Linked DNA regions of Danio rerio: region 2 is linked to region 1. A link is a contact called in public Hi-C data. All regions are on one chromosome and are shown on one strand. Each heading gives the region's core, a stretch centred on a gene start, on an enhancer-like site or on the middle of the called end of the contact. The rest is flanking DNA. Distances are from core to core; before and after follow the strand shown. Region 1 holds the start of cyldl (cylindromatosis (turban tumor syndrome), like). Region 2 holds the start of pomgnt1 (protein O-linked mannose N-acetylglucosaminyltransferase 1 (beta 1,2-)).

The links. Hi-C and Micro-C count contacts between places; a contact is called where the count stands out from the background.
Region 2: a contact with region 1 is called in a Hi-C map of hematopoietic stem cells, with 2.0 times the contacts expected there. The contact joins the promoter of pomgnt1 here to the promoter of cyldl in region 1.

The regions. Positions count from the first base shown.
Region 1 is chr6:35,352,297-35,358,233 of GRCz12tu, forward strand. It overlaps cyldl (cylindromatosis (turban tumor syndrome), like), which reads left to right and starts at 3,315. Exons shown (of 15, transcript XM_003198803.5): 1 at 3,315-3,518; 2 at 3,693-4,328; 3 at 4,453-4,737; 4 at 5,490-5,571; 5 at 5,671-5,834. The coding sequence starts at 3,894. It overlaps zc3h3 (zinc finger CCCH-type containing 3), which reads right to left and starts at 3,217. Exons shown (of 12, transcript XM_684588.6): 1 at 3,147-3,217; 2 at 599-2,021. The coding sequence starts at 3,192.
Region 2 is chr6:35,594,307-35,599,478 of GRCz12tu, forward strand. It overlaps pomgnt1 (protein O-linked mannose N-acetylglucosaminyltransferase 1 (beta 1,2-)), which reads left to right and starts at 3,892. Exons shown (of 22, transcript NM_001042687.3): 1 at 3,892-4,014; 2 at 4,342-4,532. The coding sequence starts at 4,413. si:dkey-170g13.2 reads right to left here and starts at 2,594. Exons shown (of 6, transcript XM_021471795.3): 1 at 2,517-2,594; 2 at 522-887. The coding sequence starts at 2,547.

The DNA of each region.
Region 1 (5,937 bases), core at 2,065-4,564:
ACGGCAAATTTAGTTTATTCAATTCATCAATAGCACATTTCTTTGAACTGTGGGGGAAACCAGAGCACCCTGAGGAAACCCACGGCATCATTGGGAGAACATGCAAACTCAACACAAAAATGCCAACTGGCCCAGCCAAGACAAGAACCAGTGATCTTCTTTTTATGAGGCCACAGTGCTAATCACTAAGCCACCATGTCCCCCTATAATTTAATAATTTAAAATAAGAGTATGATCACTTATTCTTTCATATTTTGCACAAGAATAAATACATACAAGTTGCTTTAGATGAAAATGTCTGTTAAATTACTTGTTAAAAATGTGCAAGAATAAGTACTCTGTGTTGTTTTGTTTTTACATAAATACAATTGCTAATCTCAATAATCCATCTGTAGCATTTAACACAACTAAGTTTAAGTGCGCTTATTCATTTATTCAGACAAACAAGTGGCATTTATCAGAAAATGGAATTAAAACAATTGTTTATTATATTGAGCTGGCCATTAAGTTTTAATATTTGTGCATCCCAAAAAAAATACTTCACATATTTTCTGCTTTTGTGGTACATTCTACAATTTTACCGAAGCAAAACACTCACTTGCTAGGAGATCGTCTGATGATCTTGGTTCGACTCCTCAGCTTAAAGGCGCCAACTGACAATGCGGCTGTAGCAGGGATATTAGGAGACAAGGTAGATCCCTTTTCCCCCTTTTGGCCATTGTTGTTAGCAGTCCACCGATACACAGTGCTCTTATGGGTCGTCCTTGAAGCTGAACTAGATGTACTTGCATTAGCATTTTGTCCAGCCGCCTTCCAGCGATAGCGACTGGTATGACTAGCATGGGATGTAGTGACAGCACCAGCTCTAGACTTTTTTAAAGGCGTCACAGTCACTGTGGTATACTTCTTTTCTTTCTTGATTCCCTCCATTCCACCTTGAAAAGTTCTTACAGGGGCTTTAAGAGATTTTGGCGAAAGCGGTTTGCGTGGCAATTTCACTGAAGGGTTTGCTTTCCCAGCTGTTGACAAAGAGCAAGATGAAGACACCCAAGTGTACTTTGAGGTCTTAGGAGCTCCGGGGGAATTATTAGGCTTGCGAGACACCCTCTTACTAGAGCTGGAGGCTCGTCTGGTGAAAATCATCCCAGGAGAAGATCCTGAGGTTAGTGGCTTAGGTGTGCTGTTTATGTTTACCGTTTCTTGGCTTTTTACCCAAGTAAACTGAGATCTCTTATGGCATGGTGAGGCTGCATGTGTCTGAGTTGAGTCTAGCTTTACCTGGGGCTTTGCTGGACTCACTGTAGCCTGAGACTGAAGGTTAGAGGCAGAAGAAGCCGTAGTAGAATCTTTTTTGGCAGATGGGATTACAACAGTCCTATTGGATGAGGATGAAGGGGGGAGGTGTGGTTTGACTTGAAGCTGAGCTGCAGCTTTGACAGTTGAAGGAATAGAGGGATTGTTCACTGCTGATGATTTTAAAGTGGGTTTTATCTTTCTTTCAGACCCCGATGATGAAGTCGAGTCAGTTGTTTCATTGGTAGAGGAACAGCCATGATGAACTTTTTCTGTTGCAGACAAAAGCATTGTCGTTTTTGTGCTCTCTTCACTTTTCTTCTCTTTTGAAGTGTCACACTGAACACCGTGTGAAGATGGTACAGGTTTTTCCTTGGTTTGTTTAGGTTGCTGCTTTTTAAATGAAACACTGTTGCTCCCAATAAGTCCATCATTACTCCCAGTGGCAGTTGCTCCAGATGTGCTAATGTGGAGAGAAGGATGGCTTACAGCTGAATGGAATACATGACTCCCAGATGCCCTGTTGGTCTTGTTGTTAAGCGAGTATGTTTTCCTCCAGCTGCCAGAAGAATGAGCCATATGTGGCAATGATGAATATGATTGTGTGTAGTGTGCGGCATGACCTCGACCTTGGCCCTGGCCACTCCTTAAACCACGTCTGGGATGACCCCATTGGCCAGCGCTTGATGGAACGTCACCATGGGTACTTTTATAGTCATTAATGAGGTCTGCAAAAGTCATGAGGAAGTGTGTGAAATTACAGCAGATTATGTAAAAAAGTTAATAAGATGGAATAATTCACATTAGATTTTTGATTTTCTGAGATTCTGTAATGTACAATATTTTCCTTAAATTGGATTTCTACAAAGAAACCTGTTAAAATCCTCTCTTGTGAGAACAATTTTTGGTAAATCATTACATAAATTTGTATTCGTTTAAATCTTCTAATCATTTTTGATAATCAACTTTTGATTATCATTTTGAACCAATCAACTGTATGCAATCATATTTTGTATTATTTTATATAATTATTGCATAATGGGTTTTTATTCCTATATTTATTTGTTATTATACCAATTTATTTATTGACCTAAATATAAATATATATTTTTCCATGGTGTTGTTTTATCATTTTAACTAATTACTCGCTATTTACCCTTTTGTATTTGTTTTATTTAAGTTTTACTTTATCCCCTAAAAATCCAGTGCGAAAATCTGAACTTAAATACATAATTGCTGGTCATTATGCCATTAAACATGTCTATCCGTCATAATGTCACAGACAATGTACACAATCATGGTTTAAAAGTTACACAATAGTCAAAATCACTTAATATGAGTTACACATTCATTAGCTTCCAAGAAAACACATGTGACAGCATGTCAGGAAAACAAACAACAGCATAATCTTAAACTAAGTTAATAAAAAATTATTAAGCAGAAACACCCATACAATTCTATCACTTTCATTGACATTCTAGCATAGGGTCTTGTTAATGTAACCTTTAAAAAAATATCTTGTTTATTAAAGTTCTAACTTAAGTGACCAAGTTTCTTGGTTTATTGACCTGATGACGTTATGTATAACAACAGTTTTACTAATAACGTAAATACATGATATTACATGTATTACAGAGACTACAAACACATAACCACATTGAAAGGTGTTACTGTGGGCAGTGTTATCTTAGCTTCAGGGAATAACCGTTAAGTCAGCCACGTTGTAACTGAACAGTTAATTCAAAAGGTAAGAGTAACGTTAACTAAAAACCAGCAGAGGGTTCGAAAAAGGCTAAAACAATTGTCGAATTACGATATAAATTCAACATATTAAATGACGAAATCACTCTTACTTTGCAGCTCCTCTATTTCTCTCTTAAGCGCTTCACGTTCAGCCATCTTCACACCAAAACACGACCGTCATAAAAACCGCGACGCCGGCTGTGATGACGTATACAACCAACATCCAATCACAACACGGCTCTCAACATGACTCTTTACTTTTGGTTTTGCTCAAAAACACTTCCCCTATCTTTACAAAACATCGACAGCACAGAATGTCAGGGGTAGTTTTATTTAGAACACCATTATATACTTCTGACAATCTCTTTAAATTCTAGTAAACGTTTAATCGTAGTACACAACGTATGTAGAGAAAGACGAATAGTTCTGCTAGAGTTCTGCTGAGTTTACTTTTTTAACAGAAATCGAAAGTATTGACATCGGTAAGTAATGAGCATAAACTCTTCAAATGTTTGTGAAGTTTAAATATAAAATTGAAATGTAATTTTAAAATTAAATTATTATTTTATATTGTCACTTTGAAGTGCTTATTTATTATTAAAAAGTTTTTTTGAAGTTTGTAGCAAACTAACGATTGACTGTTTCTATTTTTACAGGGTGTCTAGAAACTATCACCTACATCTAATAATGCAGTTGTATGAATCGCTTAGTTTTTTTGGAATTATTTGAATGACAAGAGTAACATGCATTGCTCAGAGGAAATGAGCAAATAAATGAACATTTTGCCCACGCTGGAAACACTGCTGTCAACCTGAAAGCTTGTTATACTTCAGTTTTCCAAGTGACACTTTTGAGAAATGGCCGCAGCCAACAAGAAGATATACTTCATTATCACTGCGAAGCCTCCTTCACCAAATAGCTTCATTGATGCTGGTGAAATATGCTACATAGATAAACAACAGTATGAGTCCAGGCTAAAAAGAAAGGCTACAGACACTTTACCTGTAGTTCGTATGGGTAGCTTACTTGAAACCGACCTTGATAAAGTTCTTCTGATGCCATTGAGCATCAGGGAAGCAGAATTACTGCTGGCTCTTGAACCTAATGAAGACCGACTTTTGGCACTGAAAGATAAAAAGGTTTTACAGGAGGCCTCAAATCTGACTACAGACGATCAGGTTTATGTGGAATACAATGGGAAACAACTCAAAGGTATAATTCGATACATTGGCAGTATTACGGATTACAGCATTAATCCTTTAGCAGGAACATTCTTTGGGGTGGAACTACAGGTGAGTTGTTCGTGTAAGAGAAAGTGTGTCTCTGTAATGTTGAATAGAGAACAATTCGTAGCAATGCAAAAAAAAAAAAAGTTTTTGTTTTAATGAAATGCTCTTTTCTCTTCTGTTTTTTTAGGGTGGCGACAAAGGAAAGGGGCAAAATGATGGCTCCTACTATGGCAAAACATACTTTAAATGTTCCAAAAACTCAGGAATATTTGCACCTTTTACAAGAATCACACCAATAGATCATAAGCCTTCAGCACCACCCCTATCAACTCCACCTCTCTTGTCCATGACATCAAGTGAGCCTCTTGATGTTGGAGACAGAGTAATCTATTTCTTTGACAATAATCCTCACCATGGCATGGTTATGGATATAAAGGACATGCAAGATGGTAAAATGGTTCTCATATCTACTGTGAGTATTGACTCTTTGTTAGAGTGACTCAAACTAATAATTAACCCCAAAATCAATTGTGGTTCTAAGACTGTTTGATTACTTTGTTAAGTAGATGAATGAATCAAATAGTGAGGTTAAGTTAATAATGACAGCATATTTTGAGGGGGTGAACTTTTTGTAATACTTTGCCTAGATGCTAAGACAAAACCAAAACTAGGCTGGTATGATCATACAAAGTCAAAAAATGAAAGATTTAATCTGAATGTTCTTATAAAGGTTAATCATAGAATAACTATTAATATTAATAGCTATATGTTAAATAATAAGTTAATGTTTAAGAATTGTTTTTATTCTAACAAGTTTAAGGAAAAATATCGTGCCTAATCACTTCTAGGCACATTTTTTGTCAGTTGCTGAACAGTAAAGCATTGACAGCCAATCAGCATTTATTTATTTTTATAGGGCATCAAACATATGAATTGACACACATAAGCAAAGTATTTGCTTATAATAAATTGAACAATACTGAGTGTTGGTGTGGAGGCTAACATAGTTATCAGAGTAGTGATAATAGTTGTTCTTGGTGTGGACAAGTTTTTAGATTTGGATATACACAGTACTTTATTAATCTTATTATGGAAATCTCACAGCACAATAAAATTGTTCTAATTTCTGGTCAGCTCTTGCTAAATTGATCATACTGTAAGATGAGCTTTTGTATAATGGTACAGAAAGCAAGAATGGTTTACTAAAAATGCTTCTTTTTTCAGGATAAAGATGAAGAGGGCAAACAAGGTGGAGAGATATTGGTCCCACTGGATTGCATAATGAAAGAGGAGTTGTTAAATACTGGTAATCCATATGTTGTGTAATTGCATTTTTTGTGTACATTAACAGTAAAGAATACTATACAACAATAATTGCTGTTTTTCTATATAAAAATATGACTAGATGAAAAAATGGACACTTCACAGAACCAAGAGATGGACAGCGCTTCTGATTCAGAAGGAATCTCGGTTGGCTCCCTAGTGCAGTATATGGGCAATAAACTTGGAATTGTCCGCTGGATTGGATATCTACCTGATTTTTCTGAGAAGAGTGCTGGGCTGGAAGTGGTAAATTCTCTATTCACTAATTCAACTGTTGTCATCTTTCCTAAAGAAATCTTAAAGTTTTTAAATAATCAAATAGTTAAATTCCTTTTAAAAAGTGAAATGT
Region 2 (5,172 bases), core at 2,642-5,141, 240 kb after region 1:
AGATTGTTAATGTGAACTTTATAATATATATGTAAAAATCCTGAAAGAAAAACAACACATATCTCAAAAATTATAATAACAGTTATATATCAAACAATGTTAAGCATTGCTAATAAGAACTGAAGAGTTCAGATGTAAAAAAAAAACTCTAAGTGGCGTCCAAAATTTCCATTGAAAAAAAATTAAATAAAATTCTAGCCTCCTTCGTTTATGTTGAGATATTTCACTTTAAAGACCAGGAAAAAAAACTTTTTGTTTGCCATAAAAGTGATATACTGACCATAAAGAAGCCTGAAAAAAAATGCTCATTTTAGAGAAAATTTTCAGACAACATTTAGAAGTTCTTACATCTAAACTCTTCAACTGTAATTATAACCAAACACAAAATAACATATTAGGATGTTGCTTAATAAAATTGCTGTTGATCAATCATAACATTTTAACATAAAAATGGACAGTTATTCCATTTTGTACAAATCTTTTAATCAATTAGTAAGGATTGTAATTTGAATCTTTATTACTGGAACTGATGTCCTTCCGGGTCACGGTGATGTTGACAGTGTTGCTTGTCTTGTTGTCAGACAGACTCTCACACCAGTACAGTCCATTGTTCTTACTGTCAATGTCACTAAAATGACATTCTTCAGGCTTGTCTGTAGATTTTGTACCATTCAAGTACAAACATCCAGAGTCCTTTTGATCTCCTTGAAGCCTCCTCAGTATCCAGCCAGTTGAATTCCCACCATTTACTGAGCAGTGAAGGGTGAACTCTTTCCCTCTGAGATGTTGTCTGCTGTCTGGCCGGACCTCTAGAGAAGCATCTTTTTTTGATTTAGATTCCCTGATTTCGTTTAATGCTCCATGTTTCAGCCAGGTGGAAAGCAGAACTGGAAAGATATAAGTTAGAGGGATTAAAATGAAAATTTAATCACTACTCTCTCTTGTTCCAAACCTTTGTGAGTTTCTTTCTTCTGTTCAACACAAAAGACAATATTTTGAAAAAAGCAGAAAACCTGTAACCATTGGCATCCATCATCCATAGTAGGAAAACAGATACTATGGAAGTCAATGGTTACAGGTTTTCAACTTTCGTTGAAATATCTACTTTTGTGTTTAACAGAAGAAAGACAATCCTAATTGTTTGAAACAATTAAGTAGGCGGTTCATGTCGCTGTGGTGACCCCTGATAATTTAGGTAGTAAGCCGAAGTAAAATGAATGATTGAAAATACATTTTTAAAATAATTAAAATCATCTATTTAATAAAACATTTTGATCTCACAATTGCAAGATTATATCACAACTTTATTTCAAAACTGTTAGTTTTTGAACAGATTATATTATAAACAGAATATGTTTTAACTCAATTAGTTAATCAGACTATAAACCTGAAATATGACAAATATAGCATCACAATTTTGAAGAAAAATTCTGAATTTCAAAAAAAAAAGCTGCGAGAAGGTTTTCAACTGTGAGAAATAAAAATGCAAATAAAAAAGATCAGCATAAAAGAAAAGTGAAATTTAATTACGTTTTCCCCCAAAATGTAAGTTTATTTCTACATAAAAAAGTTAATCTACAAAAAATGAATCATAATTTTCATAAAAAATATTTATAATTATGATTAGACTTAAATGAAATCCATTCCTGTAAGTGTTCAGGCTGCACAGAATTATCAGCAACCATTATTTATTGTCTGATATATTTTGATCAATTTAAAGCCATCCACACATCAGTTATAGCACAGGTGTTAAACTCAGTTCCTGGAGAGCCGCAGCTTTGCACAGTTCAGCTTTAAGCCTAATTAAATACACCTGATCAAACTAATTTATAGTTCTACGGGCTTGTTTGAAAGCTATTGGTAAATTCAAGTTCAGACTGCATGATTTAAGCCCTGATTTTGACTCACCGACAGGTGTTGTGAAATCGCCTAAAATCACAGTCAAATCGATGCTCATTCACATGAGTAACAATTACACATTATGTATCTGAGAAAATAGGCGATGAGTCGCCGGCACCCATGAGATATTTGGCATGCTAAATATCAGGATCTGCGATTCAAATCATGCCATGATGGCAATACAGCCAATGAGAGAGCAGCATTCACTAGTATGGGTATCTGCAGGCCAGTGGGAGATTGGGGGAAAGGTTAAAAGTGCTGAATTTCGGTTCATTTAAACCTAGTCTTGCAGTGTAAACAAATCAGGGACAAAATGCTATCCCAGACAACCATGCAGTGTGAAAACATCTGTGACACGACGTTGAAAATCCAGCAATCTAAACTCAGCATAAGTGTGTCGAAGCAGTGAACTAAACTATGCAGAGCTGCAGCCTTCAGGAACTATGATACCCTGAGTTATAGCATAAAAAAGGGCTGATATTATTGAGTTTGTCCATTAGGCTTAATCCAGGCTTAAAAAATAGAATAAGCATTTGTTAGGTTTTTATTTTATTGAACAGACAATTGTTTAATGTTACAAAAGTAAGCAAGCAAGCAAATAAATAAACAAAACTCACCAAAGTAACACACAGCTGTCAGAAATCTCATGTTTTCTTTTAGCACTGGTCTTTTTAGGGAGAAATAGTAGGCTAGAGACATAATGACAGTGCAACAATCAACAAACCACTTAAAGTCATTTATTCACCCCGCCTTTTCCTCTTGCAAGAGATGATCTGATAAATATGTTCACACGCTGTTTGTAAACTGGGAAATAACCATTTTTTCCTTTACCAGTAAAATGTGGATAAGTGTATAGTAATGAGGATAATAATAATAATAATAATAATAATAATAATAATAATAATAATAATAATAATAATAATAATAATAATACAGCAGTTGATATATATATGTATAAACAAACTATATGTACAGTAGTTCCACTATTTTCTTTCTTCAAAATATTACTTGAACTGTTAATTTTCAGTTAGTCCAAATTTGACTCCAACTTTAAAATTTTTATATTAAAGTCTTGAATTTCTATTTTCAGTCAACATTAACAATTACCAATGTTCACTAAGTCTGAAAATAACTAATTACTATTTACTGTAGCATTTTAAAGCATATTTTAGCTAAATGTTTACATATCGATCAATTGTTTTAGATTTTATTTGTTTTTGTTAGCTACTACAAAATACAAGACAGAAAATTAGCGCAAATTGATTTTGTTTTGTTTTCCAAAATTGTATTAATAAGCAATGATGACAAAAAACTACTTTAAAACAACCCTTGTGACGGGTTTAAAAAAAAAACGATTTGTTCAGCATTTTTTATCTGATATCAAGTTTAGTTTTTATGTTTTATTATTAAAAAGTGCATATGTGCTTTTACATTTTTTACATGTACAACTACTCAATATAGTAAAACAAAATAATATCAAATTAAAAATATATATTACAAATAAGGCCTTACTAGCTCACAATACTTAAACATGTAAAGAAATGCACCGTTTGTACAGGTTTTTTTGTACTCTTCTTAATGGTATTTATATAAAAATCTCTGTTTTACATTTTAATCTTAAAAACATAAGCATAGGCGCCTTTTTTAATGTGAGCTCTTTAGAGCTATTTAAGCCAAATATCACTTAACTAATTGTCATATATATATATATATATATATATATATATATATATATATATATATATATATATATATATATATATATATATATATATATATATATATATATATATATATATATATATATATATATATATATATATATTATATTGTAAATATAATTGTATAGTAATTTTAAGCATGATTTGGTTCTATATTTATAACTTCGTTTTTGACAATGTTGCATTTGTTTATAACACACAAGAAATAGTGACTTTTAAGAAAAATGTGGGACCTTTATTTTGAAAAGCATGCAAGTGGCGTCCTGAATCTGGCTTCACAACACTCGTTACCTGCATATGGCCAAACGTTAGTAAACCCGACATAAACTAAATTACAGTCGTATTTTCTGGCGTGGCGGGACGTCGTTTCCGTGCGAAACAAAACAGTTCTGAGGTAAAATGTCTCATTCATTATGTGCAGTGATATAGTCAATGCATTATCGGTGTCAACAGAAATTGCTTTCTGAAAGAATTTCAGCTGTTGTGCTGAATAGAGCTTACGTTACCTCACCATCTGCTTTCAGGAGTCACTGTTAATAATGGCATATTAATATCATGTTACTACGGTGCTACGCTGCAGTTTAAGCATGTCTTTTGGACCTGGTTGTTGAGCATTTTAGATAACCTACATTAAAGTTGTGACTCTTCCATTACTGTCAGAAGATTTGAGCAGTGTTTATGCCTTTTATTTGTAATCGTGATAATGATTTATATTTTTCAGATGAAGAAGACGTGATCAAAGGCGGATGCAGGCAGGTGTTGTGATCAGGAGCAGCGGGCAGGACTGCAGGTATGGACACCTGGACACCAAACCCGAGAGCCAAGCCCTTCATCCCCCGCCAGCAGCGCAGCCTCTACCTTACTTGGAAATACAGACTTACCAACAAAAGAGCAGTGCGAAGAATCTGCCAGGTAAAAGCACGATTATACCCATCCCTGAACAAATACATTGAGGCTTTTGTTTTCTATCCTCATAAAGCCTTCGTCTAACAACTTTTTTTTTTGAAATCCCCAAAAGTACATGAATTAAGTTGAACATCAGGACATTTGCCAATAGAATATTTTATATGTATATAAGTGTTATTAATTACAAATTACAAACTGTTGATCTGTGTCACAATGGCTAACAGTGTTTATAGTTATTTTGCAAAATGAAAAGTTTGGTAATTTATCATTTGGTCAGTCCATACTAAAAAATCACTGAGGTAAAGTTGGTTTTATATTGGCACATTCGTTCATTTTTAAACAGTGACAACTTGTGACACAGTCCCTATCCTTCTGAGACCCCGCCCATTGACTTGTGTCCTCTTTAGTGGACATTGCGTTTTCATTAGTTTTCTTAGAATTTTTTGAGCTACTCTGTCAAGTTCTGTTATACTGTTCAGAGGACTTCCTGGGCTTTCTAGTGATATGTCATTTGATTGCCTGGCATGTTAGGAACCACTTTTTACACTGCACCAACAATGGCCGACATATAAACAATAGAGGTGTGAACCTATACTGGTCTCACGGTTTGGTTCGGTTACAATTATCATGCCATCGATTCGGTTCA